Regions from separate parts of the Mus musculus genome. Here regions 1, 2 and 3 are each linked to region 4. The links are chromatin contacts, called in public Hi-C, HiChIP or PLAC-seq and Micro-C maps. All regions are on one chromosome and are shown on one strand. Each heading gives the region's core, a stretch centred on a gene start, on an enhancer-like site or on the middle of the called end of the contact. The rest is flanking DNA. Distances are from core to core; before and after follow the strand shown.

What was found. Hi-C and Micro-C count contacts between places; a contact is called where the count stands out from the background. HiChIP or PLAC-seq counts read pairs in DNA pulled down with a chosen protein or histone mark.
Region 1: a Micro-C map of stem cell-derived neurons shows a contact between it and region 4, with 3 times the contacts expected there. The contact joins two enhancer-like sites. A contact is called at or near these places in 3 of 39 promoter capture datasets (the 3T3-L1 cell line and cranial neural crest), 7 of 484 Hi-C or Micro-C datasets (cerebellar granule neurons, embryonic fibroblasts, embryonic stem cells and 2 more) and 3 of 9 other capture datasets (adipose tissue, embryonic stem cells and liver).
Region 2: a FOXA1 HiChIP or PLAC-seq map of pancreatic cancer cells shows a contact between it and region 4. The contact joins two enhancer-like sites. A contact is called at or near these places in 1 of 115 datasets of contacts at active chromatin or transcription factors (pancreatic cancer cells) and 2 of 9 other capture datasets (adipose tissue and liver).
Region 3: a Hi-C map of cerebral cortex shows a contact between it and region 4, with 2.1 times the contacts expected there. The contact joins two enhancer-like sites. A contact is called at or near these places in 15 of 39 promoter capture datasets (the 3T3-L1 cell line, 3T3-L1-derived adipocytes, cranial neural crest and 9 more), 2 of 15 datasets of contacts at CTCF or cohesin (the NIH/3T3 cell line and large pre-B cells), 9 of 484 Hi-C or Micro-C datasets (the HPC-7 cell line, bladder smooth muscle, cerebral cortex and 4 more), 7 of 115 datasets of contacts at active chromatin or transcription factors (embryonic basal ganglia, embryonic forebrain, embryonic stem cells and 3 more) and 3 of 9 other capture datasets (adipose tissue, liver and pancreatic islet).

What each region holds. Positions count from the first base shown.
Region 1 is chr12:108,208,664-108,211,363 of GRCm38.p6, forward strand. The region is part of intron 3 of Ccdc85c (coiled-coil domain containing 85C); the gene reads right to left. Among named protein-coding and RNA genes, the nearest start is that of Ccnk, 30 kb to the left of the region's middle. Within about 2 kb of position 1,273, at least 28 of the 459 cell types and tissues checked have an H3K27ac peak or open chromatin away from gene starts, as enhancers often do. A contact at or near this core is called in stem cell-derived neurons, where this site is marked.
Region 2 is chr12:108,234,011-108,236,710 of GRCm38.p6, forward strand. All of the region lies in intron 1 of Ccdc85c (coiled-coil domain containing 85C), which reads right to left. Among named protein-coding and RNA genes, the nearest start is that of Ccdc85c, 40 kb to the right of the region's middle. Within about 2 kb of position 1,336, at least 36 of the 459 cell types and tissues checked have an H3K27ac peak or open chromatin away from gene starts, as enhancers often do. A contact at or near this core is called in pancreatic cancer cells, where this site is marked.
Region 3 is chr12:108,509,388-108,512,087 of GRCm38.p6, forward strand. Eml1 (echinoderm microtubule associated protein like 1) reads left to right here. Exons shown (of 22, transcript NM_001043335.1): 8 at 790-859; 9 at 2,434-2,544. Among named protein-coding and RNA genes, the nearest start is that of Evl, 44 kb to the right of the region's middle. Within about 2 kb of position 1,399, at least 15 of the 459 cell types and tissues checked have an H3K27ac peak or open chromatin away from gene starts, as enhancers often do. A contact at or near this core is called in cerebral cortex, where this site is marked.
Region 4 is chr12:108,362,604-108,365,303 of GRCm38.p6, forward strand. No RefSeq gene overlaps it. Among named protein-coding and RNA genes, the nearest start is that of Cyp46a1, 30 kb to the left of the region's middle. Within about 2 kb of position 1,383, at least 151 of the 459 cell types and tissues checked have an H3K27ac peak or open chromatin away from gene starts, as enhancers often do. A contact at or near this core is called in cerebral cortex, pancreatic cancer cells and stem cell-derived neurons, where this site is marked.

The sequences.
Region 1 (2,700 bases), core at 23-2,522, 150 kb before region 4:
GGGATCAGCCTGAAGACAGAACTACTTACCCCCTCTGCAAGACCTGGGCCCTGGAGACCGCTCCCAGCAATCAAAGAAGCTGACCCAAGAAGGACTGAATCCTGTCCAGCTATGGCCACCATACAAGCCCAGTAGGGATTTTATGGTTGTCCTCAGTTAGGCCCAGGGCCTTCCACTGACAGCCTGTCTGCCAAGCCCGTTTCTCTCAGGCCATCTGGCAAGGAAGCTTACCAGGGTCTCACAGGCTGATGACAGCTGTGCTGGCATAGGCATGGAGCGATCTAGGAAAGCCAGAGTTGGGCATGGTCCCTTTCACTGGGACTTGATTCTGAGCCTTAGTTTCCTCCCTTCCTGTGTCACATGTCACGGGAAGCATGCAGAACACGGGAGAATGCCCAGAGAGTGTGTCTCTTAACTCCAGCCCAGGCTGCCTGTTTAGGACACGGGGGAGCCGGATGGGGAAAGGGAGTGGGTGGTGTCTTGCCTCCTGGTCTGCTGCCCGAGCTAGGCTGGTCTTGAGCAGAGGCCACACTTCCCCCACCGGCCAGCAGAGGGTGCCAGCCAAATGAATAAAGAGAGGTCTGGTCCTAAAATGTCCTGTGGTGCCCACACCCCTCCCCCTGCGTACTGCCACCCTGTCGTAGGGAAGACCCTATCCCCAGTTTGTCCTGATGGACCTGGCCTGCTTCCTCGTCTGTCCCAGTCTCTAAGGGACGGCTAGGGGCCCCTCCAGGAATCAGCCATGAGAGAAATGCAGGAGGCGAGTGGGTGGATTGCTATGCAGTCCGGCCCTCCGGGCTCAGATCGCCCCCAGGCAGCAGGTATCAGGGAGGACAGGGCCTGAGGCTCGGAAAAGGATAACGGCCATTGCTCAACTCTTAATGACTGGTTAGAGTGACTGAGGTATTGGGGTTAGCGTTGGGCTTAGCGTCACTCAGGCCCACGGAGTCCTCCCAATCACCAAGGCACCCGGGGCAAGTCAGTCCTGAGGGATTAAACAAACAAACCCATCCCACAGATGAGGGCAGTGTGCTTGCCCAAGTCAGCTGGTGGGCATGAGTCTAAGCCTGGAAAGACCAGCTTTTTCCAAGGTGCCTGTCCACGCCTTAACGCTCCTCCAGAGGCTGCACATACGCACCCACTGTTATCTGGGAACTTCCAACATTTGACATTTGACCTTGCTGCCCTATTGAACCCTGTGCACCTTAAGGAGACCGGCCCCGGGTATGGAGGAGACAGTAGCGGGCAGTGACAGCACTGAGGGTCAAGGTGACCAGCTGGGCCCACAGCCTTGACCTTTGAGCCTTTATCACCTGCGTGCAGTAGTAACTGCTAAGGCTGGTATCCTCCCCCACCCCCCACCCCCAGCTCTCTGCCTGTTGGCTCACTACCCTCAACTGACGACCTGAATGTCTTCAGTTCATAGCCCTCATGGAACGGAGCTATCCCCTGCTCTGCAGGCCCACAGTGACCGCTGACCTCCAGGCCCGTTTAGGTACTAATATGCCTTTGCCCATTAGGCCCTGCAATCTGCTGCAGCCCATAATGCTCACTTCCTCCCCCTAAGAGCAAAGCCACAGCCTCTCCTGGGGTGAGACACGTGCTCTCCCCTCATGGCCTCCACCATGAAACCTTCCAGGACATTCCCACATTCCGCTAGCCTTCACTGTTGAAGCTTGGGGGGTGTCCCCTAGGGGCTATAGGAAGTGGTCTGGGACCTGGCAGGCTGACCCGGAACCAGAACCAGCACTGCACTTGCCAGCATTTGAAAGCCCTCAGTTTACCACCCGGCAGGTTGTTTTCAGTGGCCTATGCCACCAGAATGGAGGAAAGCAGAATGGAGGGGATGGGAGGGGGGAGAGGGCAAAGCCTGGGGAACCAGCCCCTGGGTGGCACCCTTAGCTCTGGGAGCCCTTCACGGTGAAGCATCGTGACCAGGCATCATTCGGTCGCAGGGCTCCTGGACAGGTAGAGGAGGTAGCCAGGCTTTGGGAGAGAACGAGCCAAGGATGGTTGCCAGTCATGATGCATGAGCCATCTCATGCCAGCACTGTGGCCCACTAAGGCCACAGAAAGGCCATGGTCAGCCTTGCTGGCCATCATGGGAGGGGTGAGGGTGCAGAGCAGGGGAGGGACCCGCATACTTCGCAGGACGTCCCTCGAGGTGCCGCCCGCCGCACTGGTGTGAAATGTGTGAGCAGCCACAGGGACTCCCACAGGGGTGCTCTGTGAGCCTGAACTGGTGGAGGCTTGCTGTCTCACTGTCCCACAGGGCAGGTGACACCGGCATCCCACGACCCTCTCTCTGCTGGGTCGACAAACACGAACGGACGCGTGGTCACTTTCTGAGAGCTGACTCCTGCTTCCCATCCAAGGCAGGACAGAGCCCAGGTGAGCATGCGGCAGGTGACCCCGGAGGCCTGAGGGGGTCCTGAGACGCAGCCCATTAACTCCCGAGGCTTCATCCCTCAGCTCCAAAGCCTAAATCTCAGGCCAGCAGGCCTCCTCTCTCGGCTACAGAGTCACAAGCTGCACAGAATACGGTGCTCGCTCTGGCAGCCCCCTGCCATGGCTGTCAAATACTGCCCTGGAAGTCGAGAAATGTCACCTACCCAATGCTTTGCTTCTTACCTCCTCGCTGGGTCCCCATGAGGTACCCAGGGCCCCGTCCCAGGAGGATAGAGTAAGGAAGACCACTCA
Region 2 (2,700 bases), core at 86-2,585, 130 kb before region 4:
GGCATCTGGCACTCTCTAGTCACAGAAAAGCTTATCAGACTTCACAGGTATATGAATGACCCTTCACCGGGGACTAGTCACCTCTGAGCCCCTAGGGTCATCACCTGTGAGCAAGAAGCTGGGGCCCCCACATGGGGGCCGCTGGGGATGGTGGGTGGTGGACAGACTCCGAAATGTAGGGGCTAGAGCCCTGTTGGGAAGGAGGGAGTTATAATCTTCTCCCAGCTCCTCCAAGTCTCCACCAGTACAAGCTGTGGGTTTGAACCCCAAACAGGCCATTTATTCCCCCTGTGGTGCTGACCTCAGTATAGCCTCCACAGGAGGAGGGCCCTACCATCCACTCTGCTGATCCCTCTGCTGATGCTGGCTGAGCCCAGCATGGAATATCTCTGACCAGGGAATGAACATGCCCCACATCTCAGGCTTCTAAGGCTGAGTCCAGCACCGGATCCTGGCATCTGCAGCAGGGAGAGCAGCTGATTGCCCTCATTTCTCTGTGCTGCAAGCTTCTCTCACACTGTAGGGTCCCCACAGGAACAGAGTAGGAGCCAGGAGTGCCCTGCTACCTACTGAAGACTCCCATCAACAGAAGGCACCACCTACTCTGGCTAACACCATCCCCAGATTCAATGTTCCTTGTCTCAGTGGGTCCCAGCCTTTCTTAGGGCCAGACATCCTCCACCTCAAGCTCTCAGCAAGAGAGGGGTGCACCTGAGGCCCCACAATAAGGAGGTGCCTGAGTGCCCGCAGTCACAGGACAGAATCCCTGTGCAGGGGGCCTGTGATCAAGGCCTGGCCCTGCCGCCACCTTGCTGTGTGCTTCCGGACAGGTCCCTTCCACTCTCTGGGCCCCACAAGAGCCTTCCATCAACAGGGAGCTAACAGCTTCCAGAACCCTCCAGCCCAGGTGGCCGTCCGTGGGTGGGTACAGGTGGGTACGGCTCACCCTGGCCGTTTGCCACAGCACCTGCCCACAACGCTGTGTTTCTTTAAGGGAGATACGAACCAGAACAGACCCAAAGGTTAGATGAGAACCGGTGCCAGGGTGAGGTCAATATTTGGTTACTAAGGAGAGCAAATAGGCCTTGGTCCTCCAGGAGCACCCAGCAGGAGGAGCAGGGAATGAGGGACCCGCCCTCTGTGTCACCACCCCACAGGAGACAAGTAACAGCCACCTTTTACTCCCCCCAGGGAAGATAGATGTACAAGGCTCTGGGCGGGGACCCTCAGAGCCCGGGGTACAGAAACAAAGGGCCTGATTGGCAGATGGCCCCTGCCAAAGGTGACCTCGTCTGAGGTCATGGGGCAAGTGGTCGGTGTGGCCAGGACAAGAGCCAGTGCCCCAGAACACAGGTCCCACAACTGCCTACGAGAACAACACCTGGGCCTTGAGTCACTCCTCCCTGGCACATGGCCAGTCATTTGTCTCTACCCAAGGGACAATGACATTGATAATGAGGGACAGGAATTACAATCTCACTGAGGGAAAAAAAATTCCTATTTCATAAGAGTCTGGGGAAGGAAGGAAGGGAGGGAGGGAGGGAGGGAGGGAGGGAGGGAGGGAGGGAGGGAGGAAGGGAAGAAGGAAAAAAGAAAGAGAGAGAAGGAAGGGACTCATTTACAGTGTAGATATACAGTGACCCCCAGTAAAGGATCATGTGTCAAAGGCTTGGCGTCCCCCTGGAAGCTCCGGTCACTAAGAAGGTGACTGGATCATGAGGTTCCATTATAATCAATCAATTAATCCATTAGCGGACTTGCTGATATTACAGAGAAGTTGCAGAATCCTCTCGAACGTGGGGAGTCTAGTTGAAGGCAGATCATGGGAAATGCGTTCTTGGGGGCTGTGTCCTGTCCTGAATCTCTTCCCCTGTGACCCTCTCTGCTTCCTAGTGCCCTGAGGGAAGCAGCCTCCTCCTCTACACCATCCCACCACCATGATGTGCCTCCTGCTTCAGACCTACGGGGCCAAAATCAGCCCTTAGTCTCTGGACCGGCACTTCGCCACTACGATGGCAGGCTTGCTGACGCCTTCCCCTCAGAGAATGCTAACCATTAAACGAGCAACTAGAAAATCACCACCACCACCACCACGTTCCGTGGGCAGCAAAGCGTCCGTGAGTATCTGGCGGAGGCTGAAGCAATGTGCAGCGGTCAGGCTTGGAGGCTGAAGCAATGTGCAGCGGTCAGGCTTGGGCTCTGTGGTATGGTGCTTACTAATACTGGCTCCAAAAGAAATAAAACCAGTGCTTCCCCCCCCAACTCCCACACCCCCACCTTCACCCCTCCTCCCCCCTCCCCCCGCCCCTGCTCTCCACCATGTCCCTCTGGCACTCAGCTGAGAGGTGGGGCTGAGCTTGGCGGTGTCCACGCTGACCACACGCCCATCACCAGCAGCCGACTGACCAACTGACACACCCTTGCACTGGAAGAAAACAACACTCCTGAGGGAGGCTTTCCAACAAGCCTAGGCTGTGTGAATTGTGCTTTTGATTTTACTTTATTTTTTTTACTTTTTCCAATTTCTCTCGTGAACAACCACCCACTTTGAAACTCTTAAAGGAAAAAAAAAAACAAAAACACCTCTTTGCCTGGCACCTCTCCACCACTGAACACTGCCGTGTGCTTCTCACGCTCTGCCAGCTGCTGCCTCGGCCCAGGAGCCCCAGTCCTTAGGCACAAGCGCTCAGTCCAGAGCAG
Region 3 (2,700 bases), core at 149-2,648, 150 kb after region 4:
AATTCTGCTCTCTGTGCTTCTATGTGACCAGATTATCTGAGGGAAAAAGCTTCAGGAAGCTTTCTTAACATCCTGAATGTTAAAGACTTCAAATTGGGTCTCTAAGTTTAGAAAAACGTGCTTTGTGTGCAATGGCAGTGGTGGGCGGGGCCTGGGTGGTGGGCGGGGCCGGGCCGGGGCGCAGTAATTTAAAAAAAGAAAAAGAAAAATTTATAAAGTTTAAGAAAAAAAGTTTAGGCCGGGCGTGGTGGCACACACCTTTAATCCCAGCACTCGGGAGGCAGAGGCAAGCAGATTTCTGAGTTCGAGGCCAGACTGGTCTACAGAGTGAGTTCCAGGACAGCCAGGGCTATACAGAGAAACCCTGCCTCGAAAAATGAAAACGTGCTTTGCTGTGTACATAGGTCTGAGTCTGGCATGCCTATGGATCATAGTATAGCTTAGGGAAGACCTTGCAGTGGGTAGATGGGTTTGTGGTCCTACTGACATGAGACGTCTTTCCTAATTAACACACCCAAAAATGACTTGTAGAAAAGGGTGGCGACTAAGTCAGTGGTTCTGAGAAGGAAATGCTATTTTCCCAACAAAGGATGCCTTTCCTTAAGGTTGGAAGTTCCCGAAAGGAAATCGGGCATTCTGATGAATGAAATAGCATTTGCTGGCTAAGGTAGTTGGGGTGAGTCTGTTAGAAGCTAGGCAGTGTGGATTTCTTATGTTTAAACTTTTGGAAGATTGTAGAAGTAAAGTGCACCTTTGTGTGGGGTTGTCTGATAATTATCCTTATTTTAGCCTAGCGGTCCATCCTGACAGGATCACCATAGCAACGGGACAAGTGGCGGGCACATCTAAGGATGGAAAGGTGAGGTTTCCTCCTTGTCTTTCTGACTTTGATAAAGACCTGGCGACAACCTCCTGGCGACATTGCTGATGATGAGTCTGCCTGGTCGTTGTAGTCACAGCATTTGAGAACCATTGGGTCCTCACCAGGGGCTCTCACTGCAAACTGAATGTTCCATCGTGACCTAAGCCCCACCCTGAGCTTCCTCATAACTTCAGCCAGTTTTAAAATAGCATTGCTGCTGGTTGGGATGGCACACATCTTTAACGCCAGAGTTCAGGAGGCAGAGACAGGCAGGTCTGTGGGCTCTGTAACAGGACACTGTCTTTAAAAATAACATACAGCAGCCACAACACATTAAAATCGCATTGTCTTATCAAAGAATCGATCAGTTCCTGAAATCCTTATCTCCATACATGATCAACACGAAAATATACCAATCTAAGCAGCAGAGTTAAAATCACCAAGTAACCATATGTTATGGGATGTCCTTGACTGTGGGTGCCTGCCAGTCATTTCTTCAGTGGGTGGACTTTATGCCTTGTGCTGATCACAGAGGCTCCTGGGAGCTTCAGGCAGACAGACTGCAGACGCTTTAACAAGGCTTCAGTCTGGCTTGGAAGGAAGGAGGTGAGGAACCTGACAAATAGGAGACGTCCAAGCTGGCATCCACGAGTGACTGTCATGTTTTATCAAAACTCTCACAGCCTCTTAAGTCCCTGTTTGTACAGCTTTGTCCCGGTGTGAAGCTAATCAGGACAGGAACCTCCATTTTTTTTTATCAATGTGTATCTGCCTAGAAACTGCTCTCTTATCTGAACAGATGTTTTCATGATACCAAATTTTAGCTGTTGGTTTCATGCTGTTCTCTATGAGTGTTCCACACTTGCAAAGATCGATAACAGAAGCCAGGCTGCTGTTATGTAAACTCACATAAGGAGCAGTTGTTCATGTTTTAAAAAGAAGGAAACCCTGGAAGAACTCTTTGAAATTAGAAACTGTTTCTTCCGCCCTCTAGTGGCACGAAAGTGTATTTCCATTTTTGGCATCCTGATTGAATCCTTACTATAGAACTAGAGAGAGATTTACAGCTGTCTGAGTAGACTTTTTGACCTGTGAAGAAACCTAGAGAGACCACATGCTGGTGTCTGGTGCCTGGCAACTGGCTATTTGGGGACAAGGCTAAACAAGAGCAAGGTTTGCCTATCACTTGCCTGCCAGCCGGCACAAATCCAAACCCTTTCGCGATGATGGATCTGTTGACTGCACTGTGGTGCTATTTGGTGAAATGTCGTTTCTAAAATTTAGAGAAATGCAAATATACAAAAGGCGTGTCTGTTCCTCTGGTATGGGTGTTGGAGAGTGGATAGTCAAAGTTTAAAACTTGAGAGCCTTCTCCCGACATCTCCATGGTTCACGGGCCTAGAGTTTCCTTAGGTCACTGCGAATGTTTTCATTGAGTTGAGTCCTCAGATACAGAAAAAAGACTTTGTTTGGCAAAACCGAAGTCACTGTCAAAATAATTTTATGGTTCCAAGGTAAAGAGAAGTAATTACCCAACAGTCACAAATGATGGCTGTGTTCTTTTCAAACAGCAACTGCCACCACATGTGCGCATCTGGGACTCTGTGACACTGAACACTCTGCATGTCATTGGAATAGGCTTTTTTGACCGGGCTGTCACCTGCATCGCATTCTCAAAGTCTGTAAGTATGAGAATGTACAGGGACACATTTCCGACCAAACATTTCTAGCCACCAGGCTTCCAGCCTTTCTCAAGGCATGCTAGCCCAACACACCCATCCTCGAGCCACTCGCTCGTCCGTGTACGCATCCTCACATCAGATGTCCCTGTTTGTGTG
Region 4 (2,700 bases), core at 133-2,632:
CCTAGTCAGAAGGTAGAGGGAGCCCTGGGAGGCTGTGTGCTCTGGGGCCAGTCCAGGAGTCATGGTCCCAGCTCCTCCTTCCCCACTGGGAGCCTGAGTCAGAAACAAACTTCTCTACCTCAGCAAGGCCCCTTCTCCACACCAGGGGAGGGGTAGAACTGTGACAACCTTCAGGATACATTGTCTCCCTTGGTCTTGAGCAGTCTTGAATTTCCTAAGGAATGGATGACATCAAAGCTTAGGGAAGGAGGTGATTTGCTCTGCACAGCCGGGGCCTAGGGTGCAGCTAGGGACAGGGGAGCTTGTGCCTTGGTTCCTGGCCTGTCCCTGCCCCAGCCCAGGTTGTCTTGTACAAGTTCTTTGGTCACAGCTACTGGGCAGGAGTTTGGGGGTGCCTCTGGAGCTACAGGCTGGGTTCCTGTTGTACTCCCTCCTGTCTCTCTCTGGTGGGCTAGCCAGGCTTGGCCTGTGTTTTACAGGCAAAGCCACCCCTGACTTGTCAGTGCCCGTAGCAGCCCTTTTCCATAGCCACTTGGCAGGACACTGTCTCCCATGTTGTCCTCAGCCCTGTCCTGCTTCTGCCCTGCTCTGATTCCACCCCCACCCCAACCCAAGGCACCTCTGAAGCTCACCAGCTATCTTCCCTATGCATGTGGGCCTCCAGTTTCTGCCACTGCTGGGCCTGATCCCACAGGAGAGAGCCCCCCCCCCCCCAGCACCCACACAGAAGGGCTGAGGGTCATTGCCTCTGTGCTGTCAGGGCACAACCTGGCCTATGGAGGACTGGCTTCTTTCAGAAATGTCCAGTTGCCCATGTTAGCATTCGGTGGCTTGGACTGGTAATGGCTGAGCCTGGGCCTTCACCTCCTTCCAGTCTTAAGTCCCCCCAGGGGACAGGACACGGAAAAGTCAAGGTCACAGTCGTGATGGAATTAGGACTCACTCACGGACCTTCATACCTGGTGGCCGGTCACTGCAGGCCTGAGTCGGAGCTCTGTGCTGGAACCTAAAGATCGGAGAGAGGGAGAGGGCAGGAGGACCCTCGGCCAGCTCCTGGAGGGTTGGTGCCCTGCCTCGACCTCATGAACCACTCCCTGCGAGGGGCGGGGCTCTCAGTCCAGCAGAGGTCAAATCCTGACCTTACCTGTCACTGGCTTTGCAGCTTGAACTTCAGTTTCCTCATTCAAAAGGAAGGGCTTCTAACAGGACTCCCTTCTCTGGGCTGGTGGAGCCGTTAGGTGTGATCATGAATGGGGTGGAGTGTGGTGCAAAGTCTGGGGATCCCTTCCTGCTGGCCATTATTAGCATCTTTATTGCTTGCTCCTTGTAGGGGAAGGCAGGCTTAAAGACCTGCAGTCCTCAGAGGAACCACACGGGGCCACTCTGGAGCAGCTCTGGCATGGCCTGCTCATTCACTGTGCCACCAGACCCTGCGCCTTCCACACCCTGCCAGGTGCCTGGGTTTGGGAGGCAGCAGTGTAGGCTCTTGCTGGCCAACAACCTGGCCCTCGGTTTTCAATGCCTCTCCTAGAGATAGACCTGGACTGTCGGATGCTAGGCAGGGGAAACCTTATGTCCAGAGCCAGGTGGAACTCGCAGACCACAGATGGGAATCACTGATCAGAAATGCACAAAGGGGAGAAAGCTGGGTGCAGGCTATCTCATGTTACCTGTGATACCCTCCCCAGGGACTCTGGAGGGTGGCTATCTCCCTGGCTGCCTGCCTCTAGGCAATGGTGACCTTTTCTGAAAATTTCCTCCCTTGTAAACTCAGACACAGGAATGTGGGGGGGACATGGACTCTAAATCTGTGCTCTGCCCTGGCAGGAAGCTTCAAGTATTCATGGTCTTGGGCAGGCAGTTTATATTCCTCCTTCCCCTATACTTGAGACCCTTTAATAGCCAGTCTTTCCAGCTCTTTCCAGGGTGGTTACCTCTACAGGAGGCATGCTGGGACTTCTCACTGGGGGCGCGGGGGGGGGGGGGGGGAGGGGGACGGACGGACCTGTGGGTTTTAATCCTCCAGAGGTGGAGTCCAAAAAGAGGTTGGGGGCTGGCTCACTGGGAAGCACCCACCTTGTTGTGTTCAGCTCCCGACTGTTCCAGGGGAGCTGGGCATGGGTAAGAGTCGGGGAGAGCTGCAACAGGAGGATTACGTCCTTCCAGTTAGCCAGCCAGGTTCCAGGGTCTATCCAGGACCCACCTCTGCTTTTACTCCCTCCTCAGTCCGTGGCTGGGGTTAGCCTGAGCAGAGTCTGTAGCCAAGACCTTTGCTGGCCTTAGTACCAGGGCAAGGACCTGTGTCTGTGTGAGAGACCCCAGGCAGGGGCATTAGTACAGGCAGCCTTGTGGATAGGAACCCTCACCTTCTCCCTGACAGCAACAATTCCTAGCGTGCTTCCTGCAGAGGTAGTCCCTCCGCTTGGGACCTGGAGTGATCCACTCTTAAGGAGCCTCAAGAGGCAGCCACCAACATTGGCATGTTTGGGTTCAACTTCCCTCAAATGTGCATGAGGTCCCAGTTCCATTTATTTATTTATCTATTTATTTATTTGTTTGTTTGTTTTACATGAGTACACTGTAGCTGTCAGACATACCAGAAGAGGACTTTGGATCCCATTACAGATGATTGTGAGTCACTGCTGGGATTTGAACTCAGGACCTCTGGAAGAGCAGTCAGTACTCTTAACCTCTGAGCCA